Linked DNA regions of Gossypium hirsutum: region 1 is linked to region 2. The links are chromatin contacts, called in public Hi-C maps. All regions are on one chromosome and are shown on one strand. The core of a region is the stretch at or near the end of the contact, and the rest is flanking DNA. Distances in the headings are between cores, read along the strand shown.

Region 1 (3,675 bases), core at 779-3,278, 78 kb before region 2:
TTTCCCCGATCACTTGCACTATTTCTTCTTTCTTGATCTATATTAACACAATTTAATACATTTTATCAATATTCCATTCAAATACAATTCATACACAACATTTTGACACATTTACATTTTTCCCCATAACTTTTCAAAAATTCCACTTTTGTCCCTAAGCTCGTAAAAATAAAATTCTCTAAATTCTTAAATTTCAAACTTCACTAAATCATATTTCATGCTCATAACGGGCCTCAATTTCACAAAATCACAACTTTATGCACACTTTACCATCTTTCACAATTTAGCCCTTTTTCAACATTTTTCATTGAAATTCATCTAGTAAAACTTGTAATTAACACTTCAAACATTCATTATCTAACATCACTAATCAATTTACAATTATATCATGAATGGGTCAATTTTTAAACTTTAATTTCATTTAAATTAAATAGTAGAAACATGAAATTCAAGCTTCAATAAGCATAAAAATACGAAAATAATTAAAAACGGGGCAAGAAATCACTTACAATTGAGCTTAGGGAAATCAAAACCCTTAACTATGGTAACCTGAAACTTTCGGCAGCAAGCTTCTGATTTTTTTGAAGAAGAAGGACACTTATTTTCTCTTTATTTTGTCTTTTACCCAATTTGGACAAAAATGCCCTTGACCCATTACTTAGATATTTTTCTAGAAATACCCTTTTGTGTCCATAACACTAATTTATGGTCTAATTGCCACATAAACACTTCCAATTTCATGCAATAATTCAATTAAGTCATTTAATCACTAATTAGACACACTTTGCATTTTTCTCAATTTAGTCCTAAAAATTCAATTAAGCACTAAAGCATTAAAATTTCCTATCCATATTTTCACACAATATTTCAATCAATCAGTAACTAATAAAAATTTATAAAATTAAACTATTTCACTTCGGATTTGTGGTTACGAAACCACTATTCCGATTAGGCCCTATTTCGGGCTATCACATTAATAATTATAATTATTAGCTATAAAGAAAACAAAATAAAATACCTACCAAAACGTTCACACTAAAACTCGAACCCAAAACTATGAGGTTCCCTAACACTCTCTCAACCACCAAACCAACAAGCCCATTCTAACACTAAACTACACATATCCACACACATGTGCAACCATCAAAACTTCTAGGTCCAAAATTCGGGGCGTTACAATTTTAAAATTAATTAAAAATTTATATGCGTAAAATAATTTATAAAACATATCACACTAGTCAATTAAGAAATTAAAATTTAAAAATATATAAATATTGGTTATTGTATACTAATACTAACTAAAATATGATATGATATAATGATAATCTTAATGTTGGATCAGAATTTACCAATGACAATGTTAATTGAATTTGTAATGCTTAATTCAACAAAAGCCTTTAAATTATTATTTTTTTGTTGAAGTTATGCCTCTAAATTAGTTTTTGATTAATTTGTTTATTTAAATTTTGATTCTGTTACTTATGTAGATATCTACTATTAGAACTGTTAAAATAAAGTTTCAGTCAATGAAATTGTATCATGTCACCACCCATTAACCATTCAATCGAGGACATAATTAATTTAACCATCAAATTAGTTTCAAAAATATTATCGCGGAGCTAAGTATAAATACCTAAATACACTCTCACCTTAGTTATGGCAATCTTTGCTACTTAAGCTACTGCAACTTTGGTATTTTTTTTATTTTTTTTTTACAATTCTTCATATTTTTACAAGGTATAATAACAGTACTGGAGAAAATAGAGAAGAATTGAGGACCGAAAAGGTGGTGGAAGGCATCGTAGACGAAGGAAGCGTATTGGTCGCTTTCTCCGCCGCTCTCATTGTTTCGGATTGAGCTGCAAGAGGGAATCGCCGTGGCTCCATCGTTGAATTCTGAGCAGTGAAGTTGCCGGGGACCAAACCCAAATTAACGGGTGACAGGCGGAAATACTTACCACTATACTACAACAACAGCACGGTGTCCTAATTGCTACAAAAGTATAATGTAAGAAACTTTGGTGTTTCAAGTGAATTAAGCAAGGCCCAATATTAACACACCGAGGCCTAAAGAAAACCCATGTCCATCAGACCTTAATCACTTAACTAAGTTGTCATCTAGGAACCAAGTTATCAGACCTAACAAGTAGCTATCAAGATCCAATAATCTTACCAAAAAATACCCTGAGCAATTGAAGTCACGAGGTCAACAGAGCAAGTCGAACAAACTAGTGCAGCAATATGGCTAGATAGACAACCAATGACGATACATCAAGCATTCTAAGTGCTAGGTATGAATACTTGGGAACAATCTCGTAAGGATGGAGGGAGTACCTAAAAATGGAATTTTTTTTATTAACTTTTAGGAATTTATAAATTAGTATAATAGTTAAATTGTATTTTTTTTCTCTTTCCCAAAAATTGGTAAAAAATTATTCATTTTTAGTCTCTCTAAAACAATTTTTTGATTTTGCTCTCGAGTCTCTCATCCTACTTACGACACTATTTGTTACATTGCCTTTGAATCTTAACTATTCACCTTTTACAAAGTATTTCTCAAAGTATAAATTCTAACGCTTCAAAATTTACGTGTATCTTGCAAAGGAATGTATAGGCTCCGAATCCGATCTATCGTCTTTCGCCAATGATTTCCGAGCCGATCTATCGTCTTTCGCCAATGATTTCCGAGCTTAAGCAGTTATAAAAAAATCATACCCTTACTGTTTTTTCTTTTTCTTTTTTTCAAGTTTGCATGTTCATTATGGGGTTGGTCCAATCTCATAACATACAAGTCAAAACAATGCTTTCAATTCCATCACTTCGCTAGACGGTTAGGTATTGCATTGTATTATGGTCAAAATATATGCACCCAATTTTCTTGTCTCTAAACCAACTATGTCTTTTCGGATTACCATATAATTGATAGTAATTTGCAGGTCAGTCAAAATTATTGAAGGGTTTTAGCTAACTCCAGCTATAGGGCAATTACAGTAAGTTATATTTAGTCAACTGAATGGTACATATCATGCAAAAAATTTCCATTCAGATGCATCAACTATAGATTTTAGTTATGGTATTTGGTGTTTTTCATATTATTATCCCTGTTATTGCGGTGTATGACTTTGCATTAATACTTTGACTCATCTAAAAATATTGTAAGACATGTTTGTGTTCGATATGGATATGTTTAAATTTTTAAAATTTTTCTTATATTTAATAGATTCTTAGGCCTTTTAAATTTTATAAAAATTTTAATTAGGTCCTCCAAAATTTTGCAAATTATCATTAAACCTATTAAAATTTTTAAAAATTTTAACTAGGCCTTTCAAAATTTTTAGAAATTCTTATTAAGCCCCTCAATTTTTTGAAAAAAATAATTAAACCCTTCAGGGTTTTTTTTAAATTCTTATTAAACCCTCTAAAAGTTTTAATTAAAAAAATTAAAAAAAATCGATTTTTCATATTAATTTTGAGTTTTGAGTTTTGAGTTTTTGGATTTATTTTGATAAAATGGAATTTTATTTTACGACATTTGGACATTATTTGGTGAGTTTTTTTTTGTGAGATAAATATTAAAACTATACATGAACTTTGATTAAATGTACAATGTTATACATGAACTATGATTTCCGTGCAATTTTATACATGAAATTTTAATTTGATTCAATTTTCAAA
Region 2 (3,984 bases), core at 322-2,821:
ACTATTTGGTCTAATACATTCATACATCTTAATTAAATGACTACTTCCTAAATACATTCATCTTAATCACCTTAATTAAATACAAAATCTAATGACATCGCAAAAAGTTAAAAAAAACCTCAAATGCAAAAGCAATTATTGACTTAGCACCCATCATCTTGGATAAATGTCGGCTTCATATGATATAAAGACAAATTCAGAAACGCGTGATTCGCTTGAGTTAAAAACAAAAACTTCCAAAGATCAAATGGATGAACAATTCTAAAAACATCAAGGTCAGGATTAACCATACTCGTTTATGAGTTTATTATATTCAGCTTTCAATTTTACTCCAGATTTACAGCAATAACTCGTAACATGCAGCTTGCAACAAGCAAAGTAGCAGTATTTTCTCTAAGAATAGATACAACCAAAGATTAATTTCCACCCTATGTTTGGAAATTGATATTCCTATAAAAGCCATATTCATCCATCTCGAGCAAAAAGGCCAAAGAATCAAAATCCATGGCGTCTTTGCCATTAAGACAAGGATTTACGGTCCAATTCTTAAACATTGCCTCATCAAAGGCTAAGGGCTGCATAAGGTTCTCCTCAAATTCAACATCGCTTTCCTTTAGCTGCTCATTTAACAAATCTGAGCCGCCACCATCACTGTACAACGAATCAATCATTTGGGTTCCATTGTGAGCTTCCACTGTTGCAATATCACCACTCATTTCTTGATTATTATTTGTTGACTTAAGCTGACCATCTCGAAGCTTATCAATTTGTTGAGCTGCAGGTAGCTGTGTTGGGATCCTGACCTTGCTGCTGGACCTAGTGGCTTTAGTTAGAATCACTTTGATTTTGGCTTTCGTAGCCCGGGGTGAACGCAACGGTTCGCAGACTCCAGACTCGGTTGATAGCATTTTTTGTGTAGATTTGCTTGGAGGAGTTCCAATGGATGCTTGAGCTTTGGCTCTCTTTCTCAAAACAGTGTTCCAGTAGTTCTTGATTTCATTATCTGTACGACCCGGTAACCTTCCAGCTATTAACGACCACCTGCACAGCATCACACAATGAGAAGGAACTCTGTACCTCTTAATTTCGATTCCCATTGTAAAAAAGAAGGGGAGAGAGAGATTAAAAACCTGTTTCCAAGAAGATTATGGAGTCTGATAATGAGTTCTTCTTCATCATGGGAGATGTTGCCTCTTTTGATATCTGGTCTAAGATAATTCAGCCATCTAAGTCTGCAACTTTTGCCACATCTTTTCAAGCCTGCATTTTGGGGGATAATAAACCATCCAAAGGCATCAATTGAAAAGCTTAATTACAATAATTTCACTTTGGGGTTTTATATATATATATATATATATATACCAGCTCTCTTGGAGAGGTCGCTCCATTTGCCTTCCCCATGAGTTTTAATATATGATGCAAGTAATTTATCCTCCAATGCAGTCCAAGCTCCTTTGTTGAGTCCTTCCTTGGAGCAAGATGGACTCCTCCCCATATCTCTCATATGTCTCTCTCCCTCTACCTTAAAACCATTAAAATGGAAGAGGACCTTTCCCCTTTTATAGCCCATAGTCTTTGTGTGTGCATATATATATATATATATATATACACAGGGTGGTGAATTGCACTAAGTTATCGCGTCTAATAAGAATTTTAAAATTTTAATAATTTTTTTTTAAAGTGAAGTTTAATTAAAATTTTGGTGAAATTAAATTTTCAAAATTTTGAGAGAGTTTAATTGAAAATTTTTAAATATTTCAAAAAATAAAATCTCAGGAGGCTAAATCCCTCATGCCCTTATAATATATATTAGAAAAATTATGTCTATGATTTTAGTTAACTTTTAGAAAAGAATATTTAATTCTTTAGAGATATTATATAGTTGTTCACTTCATCATATGATTAAAATTTTAATCTCTATCTATAAAATTAAAATACATTTCATGATGAATTTTTTTTTAAAGAGCATCCACAAGACGAAAATTAATCATTATCACCTATCATTAATATTTTGATTATGATAAAAATAATAATATGTAATTAAGTAGCATGGAGAAATGAATAAAGCCTAGTCCATAGGTGTATGATATGTTGCACAGTGAATGGCAAGTGGCACACACGATGAAGTCCCAAATCATTTGTCAATTTTAGGATCTTTTCACAAGCATATTTTGCATTGTAGAATCTCAATCATACCTTTAACTTTCGAATAATTATTATAAATATAATTATTTTAATTTCAAAAGATAGAAAATTAAACTTTATGAAAACATTAACATGGAATACAAATATAGAGTAAAATTAAAAATGAATTTTTCTTATAGGGGCCCCCGAAAATGAAATCAACTGTATGTTGAAATGAGAGAAAGAGATGGGTTCAACTTTATGTCTTCCAACTTTGTTTTATTTCATTAGTTATATTTATTTTTATTATTAAAAATATATATTTTTAACAAAATAATTAAATAATATTTTATATGTACGTCATGTTGATATACAATGAATATTTATTAACAGTAAAAATAGATAAAAATTTTAATAAAAATATTATTTTATTCTTTGATAATTTGAATTTTCTATTTTTTTTTTCATTCTTCTCTTTTATCTTATTGCAGCAACATTCACCATCTCGGTTTTACTTTTTTATGTTTTGCATTTGGACCACTAAGCATATTGATAATGCATGGGGTGGCTCTTATATTTCGAGCAAGTTGCTTTTTTCTAAACAATTATTAAAAGCTTATCAAGCTCTTAATTAATCATTTCTTAGCAGCTTTTTTTTTTCATAAAAATATTATAATCTTTTTTTAAAAAAAACAAGTTACTTTTAAAAGCCTACTACTGTCGGTAAACTCGACAATCATACCACTGCAAAGCAATTGAGATGTGACTATTTAAAAGCTGAAATCTGAAATATGGTTCGTAGGTTTTTAGAAATCTACGGTGGGCTCGAAGAAGAAACTAAAAGGTTAAAAATTTCGGTAAATATTAAAAATTTTAATATTGGAATAACGTTAGAAATTTTTGTATATAAATGAGTTTAAATAACACTGATAGTTACATCATGATGTTGGAATCTGGAAAACAACCTTTTATCTCTCATAATAAAATTATTATTTATTAAGATTATTTAGCATATTATTGAATTTTTTTTTATCGAGTTAAATCTTTGGCTTTTAATTTTGAATACTTTTGAATTTTTTTTTAATTCCATATAACGATTTGGCTGAATTAGGAATATATGTTGAAAATAAGTTAATTTTTTTAAAATATAGGAAAATAGTTTGATTTTAAAAATAAGTTGTGAAAGTGCGTCTAGTTGTTAATTATATAGAAATTTTAACCGTTACCATTAAAAAAAAGCGTGCTTAACTGTATATGTTTTCGTACACTCTTTTCAAAATTAATCTATTTTCTTAAATTTAAAAACAAACGGAGTATTTGACCCAATATTTTTTATTTTCGACATAAAACCATAATTTAGTCTAAAGATTTAGGTTTTGGACTTAGAGCTAGTTTGGCAATGTTTTTGAAAAGTGTTATAGAAAAGTGCTTTTAAGAAGTATTTTTGAAAAGTTTAATTTAAAATTTAAATGTTTAGCATTACTGTCAAAAAATACTTTTAAAAAATAAAATGTCTATTTTAGACATATTATTATCAAGTAATAAATATGCATTTAAATAAAATTTAAATTAGTTAATATTATTATTTTTTCGTAAGAATATAAAAAAATTATTATAACTTTTTAATATTTTAATATATAAAATATAAATTTTAAATATTTTCAAGTAATAAATATTAATTATTTATAAAATTTAATTAGAATATATAAATTACATTTTAAATATTTAAATATAATCATTAAATATTTGTAATTAATATTTTTAAAAATATTTTTTATTTTTAATTAATAATTTTAACACATTTGTAATTAAGCACCAAAAGAAAAAAGAAAGTACTATATTATTGGAAGGATGAAAAAG

Evidence for each region. Hi-C and Micro-C count contacts between places; a contact is called where the count stands out from the background.
Region 1: a contact with region 2 is called in a Hi-C map of leaf, with 2.3 times the contacts expected there. The contact joins the enhancer-like site here to the promoter of LOC107929886 in region 2. A contact is called at or near these places in 3 of 34 Hi-C or Micro-C datasets (fibers and leaf).

What each region holds. Positions count from the first base shown.
Region 1 is chrA07:2,293,529-2,297,203 of Gossypium_hirsutum_v2.1, reverse strand. No RefSeq gene overlaps it. Among protein-coding and RNA genes, the nearest start is that of LOC121231970, 3.5 kb to the left of the region's middle. Within about 2 kb of position 2,028, at least 3 of the 9 cell types and tissues checked have an H3K27ac peak or open chromatin away from gene starts, as enhancers often do. A contact at or near this core is called in fibers and leaf, where this site is marked.
Region 2 is chrA07:2,214,982-2,218,965 of Gossypium_hirsutum_v2.1, reverse strand. LOC107929886 (transcription factor MYB123) reads right to left here and starts at 1,571. Exons shown (of 4, transcript XM_041117145.1): 1 at 1,363-1,571; 2 at 1,131-1,260; 3 at 918-1,041; 4 at 277-791. The coding sequence starts at 1,570. The coding sequence ends at 429.